2 separate regions of the Zea mays genome follow, and region 2 is linked to region 1. A link is a contact called in public Hi-C data. All regions are on one chromosome and are shown on one strand. The core of a region is the stretch at or near the end of the contact, and the rest is flanking DNA. Distances in the headings are between cores, read along the strand shown.

The links. Hi-C and Micro-C count contacts between places; a contact is called where the count stands out from the background.
Region 2: a contact with region 1 is called in a Hi-C map of ear, with 1.7 times the contacts expected there. The contact joins two enhancer-like sites. A contact is called at or near these places in 2 of 25 Hi-C or Micro-C datasets (ear and tassel).

What each region holds. Positions count from the first base shown.
Region 1 is chr8:174,112,866-174,116,389 of Zm-B73-REFERENCE-NAM-5.0, reverse strand. No RefSeq gene overlaps it. Among protein-coding and RNA genes, the nearest start is that of LOC100217015, 5.4 kb to the left of the region's middle. Within about 2 kb of position 1,684, at least 18 of the 20 cell types and tissues checked have an H3K27ac peak or open chromatin away from gene starts, as enhancers often do. A contact at or near this core is called in ear and tassel, where this site is marked.
Region 2 is chr8:174,526,995-174,530,518 of Zm-B73-REFERENCE-NAM-5.0, reverse strand. It overlaps LOC100216799 (Phosphatidylinositol:ceramide inositolphosphotransferase 1), which reads left to right. Exons shown (of 12, transcript NM_001151884.2): 12 at 146-608. The coding sequence ends at 226. Among protein-coding and RNA genes, the nearest start is that of LOC100216799, 5.4 kb to the left of the region's middle. Within about 2 kb of position 1,793, at least 12 of the 20 cell types and tissues checked have an H3K27ac peak or open chromatin away from gene starts, as enhancers often do. A contact at or near this core is called in ear and tassel, where this site is marked.

The DNA of each region.
Region 1 (3,524 bases), core at 435-2,934:
AGAGGCCGGCCGGAGGCTGAGACGCCGAGACGGCCAGAAAAGAAAATAATAATTAGAAGAAAAAAAACACCCCAGCCGATGGTGGGTGGGTGGGTGGGGGGGTGACGTGCCGGAACTATTTGCTGCTGCTGCTGAAGTGATACACAGGATAAGACTATCCGTAAGCGTTTCACCTAAATTTTTTTTCCACTAAATGTTACTATGTAGCCACGTTAGCAAGATTCTCTTCCCTATATTCACTCGTCCCGCAACCGTTCCCCCTAAATTTTCCCCTACATATCTCTCTACTCATTAAATATACATTTCCATATAACTAACATAACCAACTTCATTTTCTATTTATATATTTTCCTTTTAACACGTTAGGCATGAACCGCTCGTATTAAATAAGAAAAAAAAATTATATTTATTTGTTTGTTTTAAATTACGCACAATATAGAAAAAAACAATTCATTTAACATATAATTGCAAAATGCATACATCAATTCATTTAACATTTAATTGCAAAATGCATATATTACTTCACAATTGTGGTATGGCATAATTTTTCATATATATTGAGACGTAATATATTGAACCACACTTACGTTGCAAGCAAACCCGCCCAGTCGTATGGACGAAGCCACGTGTGGCTTTCAACGAAAGCCACCTTTGGCTTTCAAAGAAAGGCACGGTTGGCTTTCAATGGAAGCCCCCAGCTTCCCCCTAAAGCCGCTTTGGTCTCGCCTATATATATGCAATCATTCTCTACCCAAATGTACGCTCATTGTTGTTTACTTCATCAAGTTAGGTATAGTTCGGTATGTCTCACAGGCATACGGAAGATGATTCTGATTCGAGTGATAGTGAGGACGAAACTCTTTTGCTTGTCAATCTACTTACCCTCAACATTGAGGCTCAACGCCATTACCGACGACGGTCCGGTTTACCTCGCCGCGTCATTCACAGGGATCATTTTGCTGGAGAAAACCTCATCCAGCATCACTACTTCGGCGCGAAACCAGTGTATCCAACATTGAGTTAATCTAATGATTTTTACGATGATTTTCTTTGATGGGCCACACTTGCAGTTCATCAATTGTGCAGTTTGTACTGAATGATGCATCATGGATATATTTCTTCTGATTATATACTTAATAGTAAGGTGTTCATGCTAATGCTACGAAAATCTAAAAGACAATAATTTTAATTGATATGAAGTGAATACACATTTATGTTAGTACTTTATCGCACTCCATGGTAAGATTCCAAGATATCTGCTTTGGTAGTTCGAACCAAGCACCTACTACATAGAAGAAACAAAAAAAAAACTCATGATTGTGCTACCAAACAAGTTTCCACTAAGAATGTATACACTTCCTGAAACTTACATGAATCTTGGGGAATGTGCTTGTAAACATCAACCAGTTTTTTTTTACATCAGCGAGAGGCCGGCCTGAGGCTGAGACGCCGAGACGGCCAGAAAGGAAATAATAATAATAATAATAATAATGATGATAAAAGAAAAAAAAACACCCCAGCCGATCGGGGCCGGAACGACTAGCTGCAGCTGCTGCTGGTGAAGTGATACACAGGACGGTAACTGCTGGATGATGCTGCAGTTTCAGCGCCGCTGCAATCTGGAGCCGCCTGCAGCTGCAGTCGAGCCTCTCCTCTCTACGACTTTTTCGCTTTTGTTTGCAATCGAACGCTATTTATGTGTACAGTACACCTCTACTACTAGGCTCTAGGCAAAGCAGGGAATGACAAGCGAGCCAAAGGAAAGGAACCATTCGATTCATTTCAGGCTGAGCCTGCGTCCTCCATAAAAGAACAATGTAGCTGTTGCATTTCGAGAAACCAAAGTGTTTTGGAGCTTAATTAAAATCTATATGCGGAAAATACTTGTTTGTTTTTTAGCAAAAATAAGCATTATTAGTTTCCATTATAAAATACATATATATATATATTGTAATAATAGATTAGTCTATAAGGTATAAATACGAATGTTATTTACCATAGATTTGATTAAATTCGAGTCAGTCGACACGGACACTGCTGCAGCTGCGTTCCCTTCTTTTTATCCACCGGCTGCGGCTGGCATGAAAGTTACTACTCCTAGGCCTCCTGTCCTCCTCCTACTTGGATCGAAAACAACGGCTCATCAGATACTGTAGGGATCAGAGCGCGGCCCAGCGAGCCTCGAAGCTCGCGAGTATGGCAGGCAGGGCCCAGCAGACGAGACAAAAAACAAACAGTTTCTTTTCCTGCCCCAAAGCTGGACGGGACTTGGGAGTATTTGCGTTGCATGCATGGGAATCAAATCAAATCACCACAAGCCAGCCAGCCAGCAGCCCTCCCTGCCGGCCCCCAAAGCGCCGGAGTATTTGGGTTTATCTCAAAGGATTTAATAATATTAGTAATTGTATATTATGGTGCTTCTCCTTATTTTTTTCATTGCTGCCCCTCAGTAGGATTAGTCTGTAGCAGTGATGTGTCCACCTAGGCAGACAACGACATTTCATTTAAGTAAGATCTACTTGGTGATATAGGAATGTTTGATTCGGTTTCTGACCGCCCGAATCAACTTGTGGCCGCCAAACACTTTGCTTATTTGACCGCTTCTATTAGAATCGCTTATGTGAAAATCGTCTAAATCAATGTGAATGCGGAATCCGCTGAGTCGTCACGACGAGAGGAAGCCAACACTTCCGTTTCCCAAAACACTAAGGGTCTGTTCGATTTACTACCTAACTTGTCATATTTTGGCTAACTTTTCTGTTTAAGGTTAGTTTTTTAATTCAGATGACTAACCTTAGTCAAAGTGTGACACGGTTAGCCGTGAACCAAACAGACCCTAAACCTCTCCATCCTCCTCCACACCGTAAGCCACACTATAACTAGATTCTAGTGACAGCAAAATCAAAGCACGGACACCTAGTTAGTATTATCTAATATTTGGGTCATGTTTTCTATCATAAGGGACAGCGAAGGATTTCCTCTCACCTCTGCAATGTATCCTGTCTCTCCTGATCTCCTCCCATGCTAATGCACGGATATATTTGACAGCTACGCTCTCCGTCTATTTTCATCTGCCGTTCTCACCTTTCAAAAAAACTAAACATACTGAACTTTAACAAAACATATATATTTACATAACAAATATTTATAGTATATAATCAGTACATAGGTCGTTGATTTTTTTAATAATATTATCAATTGCATATATAGATCATTGAATCTATTTTTATAATACAATTTACCTTAAGATATAAATACTGCTAGTAATTTTTATAAATCTAGTCAAGAAACTTTGATCAATATAAATACCGTAGCATCACCTAAAGAGACAGAGTGAGTAGAATGCATCAAGCCATCAACCATCAAATTCTTCTTTCCCCGAGTGCAGAAAGGCGAAAGCCTAGATCAATGGGCTTTTCTTTAGAGCCAATCAAATTATATGTAGGAAAAAGAAATTACACATTGACCACACAATATACCAGTCAGCACGTGCGTCTTGCTGACCAGCAAAGAAACATTTGAGT
Region 2 (3,524 bases), core at 544-3,043, 410 kb before region 1:
TTATCGTAAACGGGCTGGGCGTACCTTTCAATGCACGGCTGCATGCATAAAATGAGCTATTAGATTATATCTCACTGTTTTTTGTTCATAACCTCGTGCTTTTGGTACTGAGTTTTGTTGATATATCCCTTTCTGATTATTCCAGCGACAACGAGTGCAGATGAATGGAAAGCACGGAGAAGACACGAGCCACACTGTCGCTGATGCCACCTCTGCTGGGACATGACCAGCAGCATTTCTCTGTCAATATCGTCTTCAATATCCACAGATGGAATCTGCGAGCAAAAAGAAAATTGTGTGGTGTGCTGCCTCTATCATTGTGTGATGAAAGGCTTCTCAGGTACCCGCGAGGTTGCGACATTCATAACAGAGCGTTTTGTTGTGCTTTCCATGGCACGATGACAGTCTGTTGAAGTAGTAACGGAATCAGGACCTTTTCGGCTTTTCTATGAGGCCGCAGCTACAGTTTTGCATCCTTCAGACGTTTCAGTGTCGATGATGTTAGAGAGGGAGATTGATGTTTGATGTAAATATTGATTAGATTCAGCTGTGGCAATGGGTAATGAACGACTAACTTATGCTGATTGGTAATTTAACGTGAGCAGCTGTTATGACCGCTTTGTTGGAGCCCTGTGACGACCCCTTTGAATGTCCAACCACCACTAATCCGGGCACAGGGTTCACGAGACCTGAATGGCTCATTCGCTCACGGGTATGGGTAAAACAAAACAGCAGCGATTGACTGGGGCTGCCGCGAGATGAGCGTATGATGCAAAGCACGTGCATTCGCCGCATTCCGTGCACAATGCTTCCTGCCATTGCCATGTGACATGGTCAATTTGCATTTACGGCGCTTACCCATACCCATGTCAGCGGTGCGGCCGTGCAGGTGTACGGCAGTTGCTCTGCTCCACGACATCTATCGAAGTCTGCAGTAAATACTATGGTGAAAAGCTCTTCCCATTTCTGCCATAATAGCCAATAGCTATAGTCTACACTATGGTGAAAAGCTCTACTTAACCATAAGGTACACAAATCAATGGAGAACAAGATCTTTCACTCTCCATTTTACATATCATGGCTATAGTCACACGGATATTACATAACATAGTGATGTTTATCGTTTCATATCTATGTTTTAAACAAATTTTTAACTTTCATGGCAACACATGAGCACATAACTAGTAGTCAATTAAAAACCTATTTATATAATAACTCATTCGTGATACAAGCTGTACATTTAATATTTATTCTACCTCTCTCTCTTAGAGAGCCGAGTCCGTCTGTCGCCTACTCTCAGCCAGGGCTGGTTCTATGATTTTAAGGGCCCCAAGCAAACTAGCCAGTATAGACCCTTTATGCTATCTTTCTTTTTAAAATTACCGTATAATTAAAGAGATAATTGTAATAATGATATATGTATATATAGTTTGCAGAAACCATGTCTATAACACAAACTAAAAGAGCCACAAAATTTTAAAAAAACATGATTATCTCGAATAGTAACTAAGCCACGTGACTCTATGGATAATAATGATTTAGTCCTTTAAACAAATTCTCCTCTGAGGCTTCTTGATGCAAAATCATTAAGAATAATATGAAGATCAATGTTATCTAAAATATTTTTCTCAATGCTACACATTGCCAAGCTATTCAATCTTTGTTGTACCATAGTTGATAACAAACAAATTTTCAGAATTTCCAATTTTAAGAAACGTCTTTCCGTTACACCGTGACCAATCAAATTCTATTTCTTTCTAGTTGGGCCCCTTCCGGTTGGGGCCCTGGCCGTCGTGCCTCTGGCCTAGGCTCAGAGTTGGGCCTGCTCTCAGTTGGCTACTATAGTCAGTAGCTCATTTTTTATTTTCCCTTTTTCACATCACTGTAAATCTGATATGATATCTTTTACAGCCCGTCTACATCAATTTATTATACTTCTCTAAAGTGGGGATCCACAAGAAAGAAGCATCAGCCGCGAGTTGAGGAGATGCATGTGGCTTGATTTGGATTTGGTGGTGAATGCGAGATATAATTCGGGCTTAGAATCGGTCCTCTTTGCTTTATGCAAGTAGAGATTAAAATGGTAAAAAATGGAAACTTATTTGGATATCAATTTTTGGTTGATTGCGAACAAATAATATATAGAATCTGCTATACAATTTTTTATTCTTGTTTTTACCATTGAGCTTGTAAAAGTTCATGAAAAGTAAACCTTAAATTTATCATATATTTTATCAAATGATAAATATAAAATTTGAATGCAAATTTGGACGCGAATTCGAATATTTATTCGACTTTTGTTGTTGTTGTAGAGAGCGAATAATACATAAAACAATTTATGTAACATTATTACAACAGTAACATGATTGCCAAATGTATGCGGCTCGCTGCTAGTACGAGCTAGGATGGCAATCGGTCGGGTAGTACACAGATATATAGTTCGCGAATCTATACCCGCGAGACAAAACTCAACCCATACCCGTACCTATAAACGTTCGTGGGTATGGATCTATACCCATTATCCGCTCGTCCACTACAATTTTAGCATTCAACACCAAACAACAATTTTTATCACATTTCAAAACAATTATCATTTCAGCAACATCAAATAATAATTTCAGTACCAAACAATATGTCATGGATAAAAATTGAAAATGGGAATTTATGATAATATATTAAATCCGGATGACCCATATATCATATATCTATTGGGTAACGGGTATGGATACTGGATATCCATACCCGCGAAAAATTATCCACGGATACCTAATTATATTCATAAGCGTACATACAGATACTAAATTCTACTATACTCATATCTAATGAATAATTATCTGCGGCCATTTACCCATATCCATACCCATTGTCATCCCTACTACTGGCACATGGCCACATGCCAGGAGAAAAGGCTCAACAAATAGTATATCATCTACTCCAAAATGCCAGGAGAAAAGGAAAGGCGGATAAACAGAGTCCTGTGCGCAGATGCTACCCCAAAACTAACACATGCGACAAAGGCAGGAGAAATCTAGGGAGATAAAATCATTCGCCGTTGGCAATGACCAAAACTAGTCTTTGTGAAATCTGCCCCCAAGGCAACCAGCGCTATTCATTCATTCATCTAATCGAAGCTTTTTTCTGACCAGCTTTTCTGAAAATCTGGCTGTGGAGAAAATCTGAGTATCATTACGATTACGTATGGAGTAAGATAAAGTTGTTCATAAGGCTTAAGATCTAAAAAGTGACGGATTCCTACTATTACAACGACTCAATCGATTATATGTTTATGTTGATTTTGGATGGTTTTTGCCCCCAACGAATTTTATAGAAGCTGGCTGAAAAGCTGAGCGTTTGGCAGTCCGCAGCAGCTTTTGGTGGCCAGAAGCTGCCAGAAGCCGAAACAAACAGGGCCTAAGGAACCTCATTCGCGACGCATCGAGCTGTCCCCGGACAACAAATATTTCATCACAATTCGTTAGGATCTTAAATTATTTTTAGTTTAAAAATAAATATAAATAGAGTTT